Linked DNA regions of Zea mays: regions 2 and 3 are each linked to region 1. The links are chromatin contacts, called in public Hi-C maps. All regions are on one chromosome and are shown on one strand. The core of a region is the stretch at or near the end of the contact, and the rest is flanking DNA. Distances in the headings are between cores, read along the strand shown. Region 1 holds the start of LOC100277758. Region 2 holds the start of LOC100282904. Region 3 holds the start of LOC103643997 (protein LIFEGUARD 2).

Region 1 (2,823 bases), core at 193-2,692:
CCTCAATTAACTGTCATATCTGTTAATAGGTGGCGAAGAGCTAAGCAAAATCTGAGAGTGACAATCTAAGCTTGTCTAACTTGCAATTTCACGATGGCCCCTTTGCTTAAGATCATCTTCCAATAGATTACTGTTCAACTAGTTATATTTACTAGTGTAGAGTGTATGTCGTCTGTTAGCTCATTTTTAAAATAAAGAAAAAAAGAACGAAGGGATTATAAATTAAACCTTTTTGCAGATTTTGTTATATTTGGCTCAGTTATCATCGTTATACTTTCTCTGTTATGTCGTTCTTACTTCTCGATTAGTCAAACCTTTAAACTTTGTCTAAATATATACAAAAAATATATTAATATTTAGAGCTATTGTTGTGAACCTTTAGAAGACCATTTAAATAAATCATTTTATTTATTATTTAGATCAAAAGCATTTTGTAAACTATTTAAAAAATATGTTATCAACTATAGCTCCACCGCGAGCATTCAGTTGCTGCGCCGTCCATTAGCTGGATCGGAGATCTAACTGTACTACTACTACCTTGACAAAGTAAACTGGGTACTCAATTAATTATGGGGAGTTGGGCATGAGCAAGAACGGGTGGGATAAACATGCGGATAAGCAACGTATGGGTGTGGATATGGGCATGCACGGGTGTGATATGCCAAAGAATTCTTCTCGAGCAACGACATCGCACGATCGGGACCTTGTTTGTTGTGTTGATACTCGATAGCACACCGATAGGACGCATGTGATCATTAGGTGAGGGTGAACCGGTGAACACCCCCCCCCCCCCCCCCCCCCTCGCTGACACATTAAGCATTCTATAGATCTTTTGCTCTGTTCGTTGGAGCGTTGCTGTTGCAAAGTAGCAACTGAAACTCTTCAGGGCCTCTCATCCAGATGCTCGGTTAATAATAATCAGCTATATAAATATACCAGTATTCCTGCGGTTGCTGGCATTTTCATATCCATGATTTTTCCCCCGCTATAGACACGCCTTGTTCCAAAGAAAATGGAGTGATCATTCCACGGCCTTATCTTTCGCAGACGCGATTATTAATGCCTTGACAACGAAAGAAATGTGTGTGCGCGCTGCCGCGCTGCGTGTATAAGATAAGATGGGATTTTAGTGCCGTTGCAGTGTGCAGTCAGAACAGAATGCCCAGAAGGAACAAGGGAAGGGAGGAAGAGCCCAGACGGATTCCCTCCACGGGCCAGGAGCAGCCAAACAGGCCCATCTCGGGAGGCTCAGCGACAGCTACAGCGACAGGCCGAGGGCTCCCATCCTCGCGCTCGCGCTTTCCTCCGCGCGCCTCGCCAGTCGTTTTTTCATTATTGTGGGCCTCGAATTTCATCTTCGCTCGCCCAATTTTTTAGCCACTTAACCCCTCCATGTATCTATATATTCCCACGTCCCCACCTTTCCCGTCCCGCTGCAGTCCCACTGCCGTCCCACTCCCACCTTCTTGGAGACACCGCCAGGCGCCATCTTCCGGCCGCTGCCCGCCTGCCCCCTCCCCCCCCCCCCCCCCCCCGGGAGGTGAGGCCTGCTCTCGTCGCAGTTCGTTGCTCGCGTTCGGATTGTTTCAGCTCAGTATCTGGTGATGCGATCTGGACATATGGTTCCCGTACGCAGGCTGCTTGTTCGGGCTAGTATTCATGAGCCAGGGGATCTTCAGTTTTATTTCTTTGGCGAACTTTTTCGAAAGGGGAATACAGTTTAGTTTTCTTTTCTTTTCTTCGATACTGATTCGTCGTCTTCTTCTTCTTCCCATGGACCATGACTTCCGTATTTACTTTACGAGATATAAACGCGCAGATTTTTAGTCTCACGCCGGTAGTCAAACGAGTGTTAACTGACATCAGGTATTCTGGGGGGGAATGTGTTGGTCGGTTCATTCAGCAAGGGTTGCCATTGCTCATACTTCTACCTTATGACACGATGCGTGAGAAAGAGTACTCATTTCGCTCGGTTTTAATCTTCGGACGCATCCCTCATATGTTGCCACCAAACCCGGGAGATCAGCAGAATGCTTGTTGTAACCGAGCATAATTTAAGCATGCAAGATCTGCGGCGCTCCTAGTTCTTCTTCGCGAATAATTAGACCATGCTCTGTTCGCAGGTCGAACTGCCTTCTAGAGCCCTCTCCTGTTTTCAGGCGAATGTGCAGGTAGCTTGACGTCTGATGAACGCTCAGCCATGCTGCTGATGCTACACGAAACTCTTCCTTTCGTGAGGCCGACGAGTTCTTGCCGGGACCCAAAACTCTCCGAGAAGAGTGCCTCTGCTTTCCACGGTAAATTGGGATGCAGTGCGGTCTGCAGTTCAGCGGAAGGCTATCGTGTACAGAAGCCGCACATTGTTCACAGCTACAAAGTTAGCTTCACTAGGACCAGCCATCATCTGTGTAAAAGCTTAAACGAGAGAACTACAAGGCACTGCCTGGTATTCCTTGCCCTCCATTTTTGCGATTTTGGTCACTGTTTTTTTCTCCCACTCTCAAAAAGCATTTTGCTGTATGCAGCATCGGTTCCATGTTAATGCTTCGCCCGATGACGACGACTTCCGCTCATCGCGTAACATAGCGATCAGTTTGTTCAAGCGGTACAAGAATGTCATTGACCGAGGAGGTGGAGAAAACCTAAATGTATTGATTCTTGTTGAATCTTCACCATACTTGTTGCCAGAAGTTTTTTGTGTTAGCTAATTAGGAATTACTGTGTGTGAGAATGTAATCAGGAGTTTGTCAGTGCTGGAGTGACCGCTTACGCACTAGGGTGTACAGATGAGGGGCTTAGAAAGGAACTTATGGATATTGAAGA
Region 2 (2,823 bases), core at 122-2,621, 320 kb after region 1:
CAAATTTGAATATGCATGGAAAAGGCTTGAATTTTACACAGGTCAACAGGATACATATTGATTCTTACGTCAGATCAGTCAAATCAAACTTCCCAGAATTATGGTAGGTCCTCCAAAATCTCAAACTAGTAGAATTCACCTTTGAGTGTAGATCGGAATTGGAAAAAAGGCCACTAGTATATACAGCTGTACAGAGCATGGAGCTTTGTTAGACAGAAAAACAATTCAGATATGTAAGAACAATGTCTAATGAATAGAACCACCAGATGCTTTGACACTGGAACAAGGTGAAGTACTAAAGCAAATATTTAAGCACATCAGAATGTCATGCCAGCGTGGTTAAATAGCTGGGCGTGTAATTTTTACTTTCTTTCTCTCTTTTCCTTTATCCTTTTTCATAATGTCTGTAAATAAAATTTTTGCTCTTTAATCTATCCAGTAGAGGAGCCCTCACCCCCTCCTGTTACCATCAAAAAAAAATCAAGCACAATACAAAGAAGTACGAAACAATAGCATAACCATGATGCAACACTGTGCTGTCCATTCCATACATGTCATACATACACCATAATTAGGACCACAATTTCTTGTTCCTAGTATTATAAATTTCTCCAGAGCTATGGTATATTCATCAAAAGAGAAAAGAAAACAACAATCACAACCCAGCAGGAAAAGTATCGCCTTTTCCAACTGCTCATTTATGCAATCAGATATGAAACACAACATAGTTATGCTACTGATAACCTGCGAATAGAGACTATACCACCACTGTTCGGTAATGTCTGCAGTAGGCGCGCTTGGTTTTGGCATTCTACCGAACACATGGCACCCGACCCCAACCAAAAGAACAAACAAACCAACCAGCTATCATACGCAACGCCCAAGGATCCAACCGCTCAAGGCAGTACGAACCATTTCGGCATGAGACCGCGTGGGGCGACGAGAGCGCCCTCTGCCGCAACAGGACGGCAACCGCCATTATATCTGATCTTCCTTTTCCCCTATCTCTATGTCACTCACTTCCCTCCGCGACGCAGCACGGTTCAGACTCGACGACAGCGAGGCGCCCGGGCAAACGACAGGGTTCGGCCGTTCGGGGAGACGGAAACAGCCGAACAATGCGCCTGTGGGGTAGGTGTGGAGGACGCAGCGGCCGATACTTTCGCCGGAAAGCGAGGCAGCGGAGGAAGCGGAGAAGAAACTATGCGTGGCCCCCAAGCCCGGAATATTCCTTACGAACCATCGGACCCAAAGGGCCATGTTTTGGGCTTGGGCCAAAGGCCCATGTACGGGCCCACGCTATCTAGCACGAGTCCAAGTCCACTTGCAGGCCCGGACGCCGCCTCCGCTCTCGTCTTCCTCTTTCTTCTAGTTTCGTCTAGTCTTCAAGGAAGACCGGAACCGAGGCGCCCTGGCCGAGAACTGGAGCCACCGGACGCACGGCTGCTGCCGAAATCCACGGGAGAATGTTTGGAATCCTTCAACTCGGCAGCTAACGCAGTTTATTTCTTCTTTGCTGTTTGCCTGACACGAGGGGTCGCTTTGCTGTTGTTGCCGGGTGTGTGCAGGACGATGGTCGAGGCCGAGGCTGGTAGGGCGGCGATCCGGCGCGCCCTGCGGTCGCTGAAACGGAGGCATCTCGCCGAGGAAGGGGCGCACAGCCCGGCCATCGAGGCGCTAACCCGTCCCTTCGCCGCCCACGTGAGGCCAATCTCTTATTCTCCTCTCCCTACTTTTCCCAATCTTGCACTTTACTCCTCCCCTGTTTGATCGTACTTTGAAGTCTGCAAACGAATGTGTGTCACTGATCATATTACTTAGCCTACTGATTTCAACTGTTTGTATCGCCAGGATATCCCGAATTTTTTTCGAGAATTTTGGACGGTAATTTGGGTGTTTAGTGAAGGAGAGGTTGTTTTGTTAACTCCTTGTAGGCTTTGGAGTGGAAGGAGAAGGCTGAGAAGCATGAGTTAGAGCTGCAGCAATGCTACAAGGCGCAATCCCGGCTCTCTGAGCAGCTTGTGACTGAGATAGAAGAAGGTAAAGTATCAAAAGCACTGCTCAAAGAGAAGGAAGCGATGGTTACAAGTTTGCAGGCTGAACTTGAGAAGACAAGGTATTAAATGTGATTTATTTTTGCTAATCTTGGTCACAGTTGTGGACAACATGGTACTTAGCACTTGTGCAAAACTTCTTCAGCGAAGAGAATGTACAACTAAAGCAGTCGCTTGACGAAAAAATAAAAGCCTTAGATCTTCTCATTCAAGAGCATCAGACAGTGAAATCCGAGCTTGAACAAGCATTGACGAAACTAAAAGCTGCAGAGGATGAGAACCAAAATCTGGTTGATCGATGGATGCTAGAGAAGATGAAGGATGCCGAGAGGCTCAATGAGGTACCTTATTTTCCTTCTATTGCTAAAAATGCAGGTTTGCAATATGTGATATCTGAAATAAGGGACTTTCCAAGCATTATGCTTGTGGCTTGCCTACTGAGCCTGGTAGACAAATTAACTTTACCTATTGCCAATGTATATTCCTTTATCATAATTCATAATTGCAATTATACTCTAATAACCAATGGAGAATTTTAGATACATCAAAACATGGATGCTTATCATACCATAATGATACAAACAACAGTACGGGCTCTTTTGAAACAAAGGAAAATTTCCTGAATCCTGCGTTTTTCCTGTGTTTTTGAACTAATTCCTGTGAAATTCCTATATCATTCATATAAAATTCCTGCGTTCCAAAGGAGAATATTTCTCTTGGTAGAATTTTGTTAATTTAATTCTATAATTTGCGTTGATTGCCGAAGTGT
Region 3 (2,823 bases), core at 212-2,711, 260 kb after region 1:
CAATATATCTCCTAAAATCCCCCCCCCCCCACCTATCTCTCCTATATGAACTACCACATATATTTAATTGTTTTTTTTCCAACAGTTGGGGTGTGCCTGCTACATCACCTGGCATTGGCATTTTATCAAACACCACGCCTGCACACCGCGGCTAGCAAGCCGGTGCTCGCCTTCGATGTGTACTGCTCATCTTCTCCAGTGCGCGTGCCGTGCAGACGCTCGCTGGGCGTAGAGAGCAGCTCACCGCACTCGCTGCGGAGGCCGACCGCCGAGCTCAGCTAGCTCCTTATATGCGGTTGATACAGTGCTCTCCCTCCCTATATGCGGTTTGAGGACGTTTCTACGCATCTGTTAGAGAGAGAGAGCCCAGTGCCGAGTTGGTGTCGGTGCTGCATGTCCCTTCCTGACGTTTGCTGGAGCCCGGAAGTCATGTATGAAAAAATTAAAATTGGCATGTGAAGCCAGTAAAAGGTGAAAACTCCTTAACATGAAACTATACAACCATTTACGACTATCTCTATAATGTATTCATTTTTATATCTATATCTAAACTCTATTATAAAAAACAGTATTTTAGGTGATTATACGGATAAACTGAAGCACGGTATAAGAGCCACGGGCACATTGACGATGATAACGGTTCCCAGATATTACCGTATCTACTGTTGCTTATGTTTTGCTTTGCCAAGATAGATCCCGATACCGTACCCGCACGGGTAATTTTACCTGTTGGATAAACCATACCCATTAGAAAAGTCTTAAATTCCAATATATCAATCACTCAAAATATTAAATAAACATAAAAAATAAGTTTAACTTTACATATAACAAATGATATGATTACATAACTTGTTAGCTAGATAAATAATAGCTAGAGAAATGTTTTATTTTAGCTAAGATGAATTCTATTAGATGGTTATAATGGTATTGATACGAGTATATTGTACATATAGGTAGACGGGTATGTGTAGTACCAACCCATATCCGTCTATCAATGGGTAGATGTTCTTATTTATTAAAATATCCACGAGTAAAAAAACATTCCGTGTCCGCTTTTATATCGAATAAAACCAACCGAGTAGTCAGATTTTAGATACCCATTATTATTCCCAAGAGAGACCCCGATAAATTAGGCTGGACAAACTAGAAAGCACGGGCGAGCCACAGAAGAAAACGCATGCCAGTTGCCTGTTGGCTGTTGGCCTGTTGCGGGCTTGCGGAGATACCCCGGCCTGCTAAGCAAAAATAAAAGCAATGGGGGTATCACTTCCGAGTTCCGGCCCCGTTCTCTACTCTCCTCCCTTCAAGAAATCAGACAGAGTCCACCAGACAGACAGACAGACACGCGATTAGAATGCCGTCCGCGCACCAGTGCCCCACGTGTCAGCCTCCGGTCCCCGCCACGTCGGACCACCCGCACCGCCGAAGGGACGGAATCCTCGCGAACCTTCACTCCCTCTCTCGCGCCATCCTGCGCTCTCCGGCATTGGGTTGGCCCCTCTATTCCGCGCCTCCTTTAAACACCTCCCCGCCTGGCAAGCCGTTCAGCGCAACAACCACCAGCGCACAAGCACAACGACAGCGACCAAGAACAAGAAGCCGTGACCGTGAGAGGTCCGAGTGCCAGCCGCGTTTCCTATACACGGGCAGAGGGCGGTGACCGAGGAACAGAGGAGGCGGAGGAAGAGGAGAATTAGAAGGATGTACTTCCGTCCGCCGCCGAAGGGCCCGGAGTGGTACGCCGGCGATGCGGAGACGGGGCAGGCAGCGCGGCCGCTGTACCCGATGATGCTGGAGGACCCGCGCCTGCGCTGGGCCTTCATCCGGAAGGTCTACAGCATCCTCTCCATCCAGATGCTGCTCACCGTCGCCGTCGCCGCCGTCGTCGTGTACGTCCGCCCCGTCGCGCTCTTCTTCGTCTCCACGGCCGCGGGCTTCGGGCTCTACATCTTCCTCATCATCCTCCCGTTCATAGGTACGCACGACTCTGGCTCGATTCGCTTCGGTTTCGGCTTTGCTCTGATTGATGGAAACGAACGAAGCTGACTCGTTGCTCCCGTGCGTTCGCACGTACGTCCTGCAGTGCTGTGCCCCCTGTACTACTACTACCAGCGCCACCCGGTGAACCTGCTGCTGCTCGGCCTCTTCACGGTCGCCATCAGCTTCGCCGTCGGCCTCACCTGCGCCTTCACCAAAGGCGAGGTGATCCTCGAGTCGGCGGTCCTCACGGCGGTGGTGGTGCTGAGCCTCACGGCGTACACCTTCTGGGCGGCGAAGCGCGGCCACGACTTCAACTTCCTGGGCCCGTTCCTGTTCGCCGCCGTCATGATCCTCATGTTGTTCGCGCTCATCCAGCTCTTCTTCCCGCTCGGCCGCATCTCGCTCATGATCTACGGGGGGCTGGCGGCGCTCGTCTTCTGCGGCTACATCATCTACGACACCGACAACCTCATCAAGCGCTACTCCTACGACGAGTACGTCTGGGCCGCCGTCGCGCTCTACCTCGACGTCATCAACCTCTTCCTCTCCCTCGTCACGCTCTTCCGGGCGGCGGATTCGTGAGCACGGCTACGAGGTACCTGACAGCTGCCTATGGCGCAGCCAGAGGGTGTTGGAATGTGCCTTGCCCTACCTCACTTGATATCTGCTGGAATATTACTCTGTAGAGCAGAGCTGGTTTGGTGACCAGGGAGGCAGCCAGGGTGATCCCTGATCACAATCAGCCCGTAAAGTGAAATAATTGTTTTGGCCATGACCGTCGCTTTGCTTGCCGAGATTGTTTAACGAAACTTGGTGGTTCTAACTGGTGTATATATTTTTTGT

The links. Hi-C and Micro-C count contacts between places; a contact is called where the count stands out from the background.
Region 2: a Hi-C map of endosperm shows a contact between it and region 1, with 2.3 times the contacts expected there. The contact joins the promoter of LOC100282904 here to the promoter of LOC100277758 in region 1. A contact is called at or near these places in 9 of 25 Hi-C or Micro-C datasets (bundle sheath, ear, endosperm and 4 more).
Region 3: a contact with region 1 is called in a Hi-C map of leaf, with 7 times the contacts expected there. The contact joins the promoter of LOC103643997 here to the promoter of LOC100277758 in region 1. A contact is called at or near these places in 7 of 25 Hi-C or Micro-C datasets (bundle sheath, ear, leaf and 3 more) and 2 of 3 datasets of contacts at active chromatin or transcription factors (leaf and seedling).

What each region holds. Positions count from the first base shown.
Region 1 is chr1:282,022,954-282,025,776 of Zm-B73-REFERENCE-NAM-5.0, forward strand. LOC100277758 reads left to right here and starts at 1,443. Exons shown (of 7, transcript NM_001412145.1): 1 at 1,443-1,540; 2 at 2,124-2,446; 3 at 2,526-2,648; 4 at 2,741-2,823. The coding sequence starts at 2,201.
Region 2 is chr1:282,345,573-282,348,395 of Zm-B73-REFERENCE-NAM-5.0, forward strand. It overlaps LOC100282904, which reads left to right and starts at 1,372. Exons shown (of 4, transcript NM_001371887.1): 1 at 1,372-1,701; 2 at 1,935-2,116; 3 at 2,200-2,395. The coding sequence starts at 1,573. LOC100273495 (ATP-dependent RNA helicase SUV3, mitochondrial) reads right to left here and starts at 1,229. Exons shown (of 17, transcript XM_008667183.4): 1 at 913-1,229; 2 at 69-186. The coding sequence starts at 979.
Region 3 is chr1:282,284,067-282,286,889 of Zm-B73-REFERENCE-NAM-5.0, forward strand. LOC103643997 (protein LIFEGUARD 2) reads left to right here and starts at 1,462. Exons shown (of 2, transcript XM_008667181.4): 1 at 1,462-1,975; 2 at 2,084-2,823. The coding sequence starts at 1,702. The coding sequence ends at 2,562.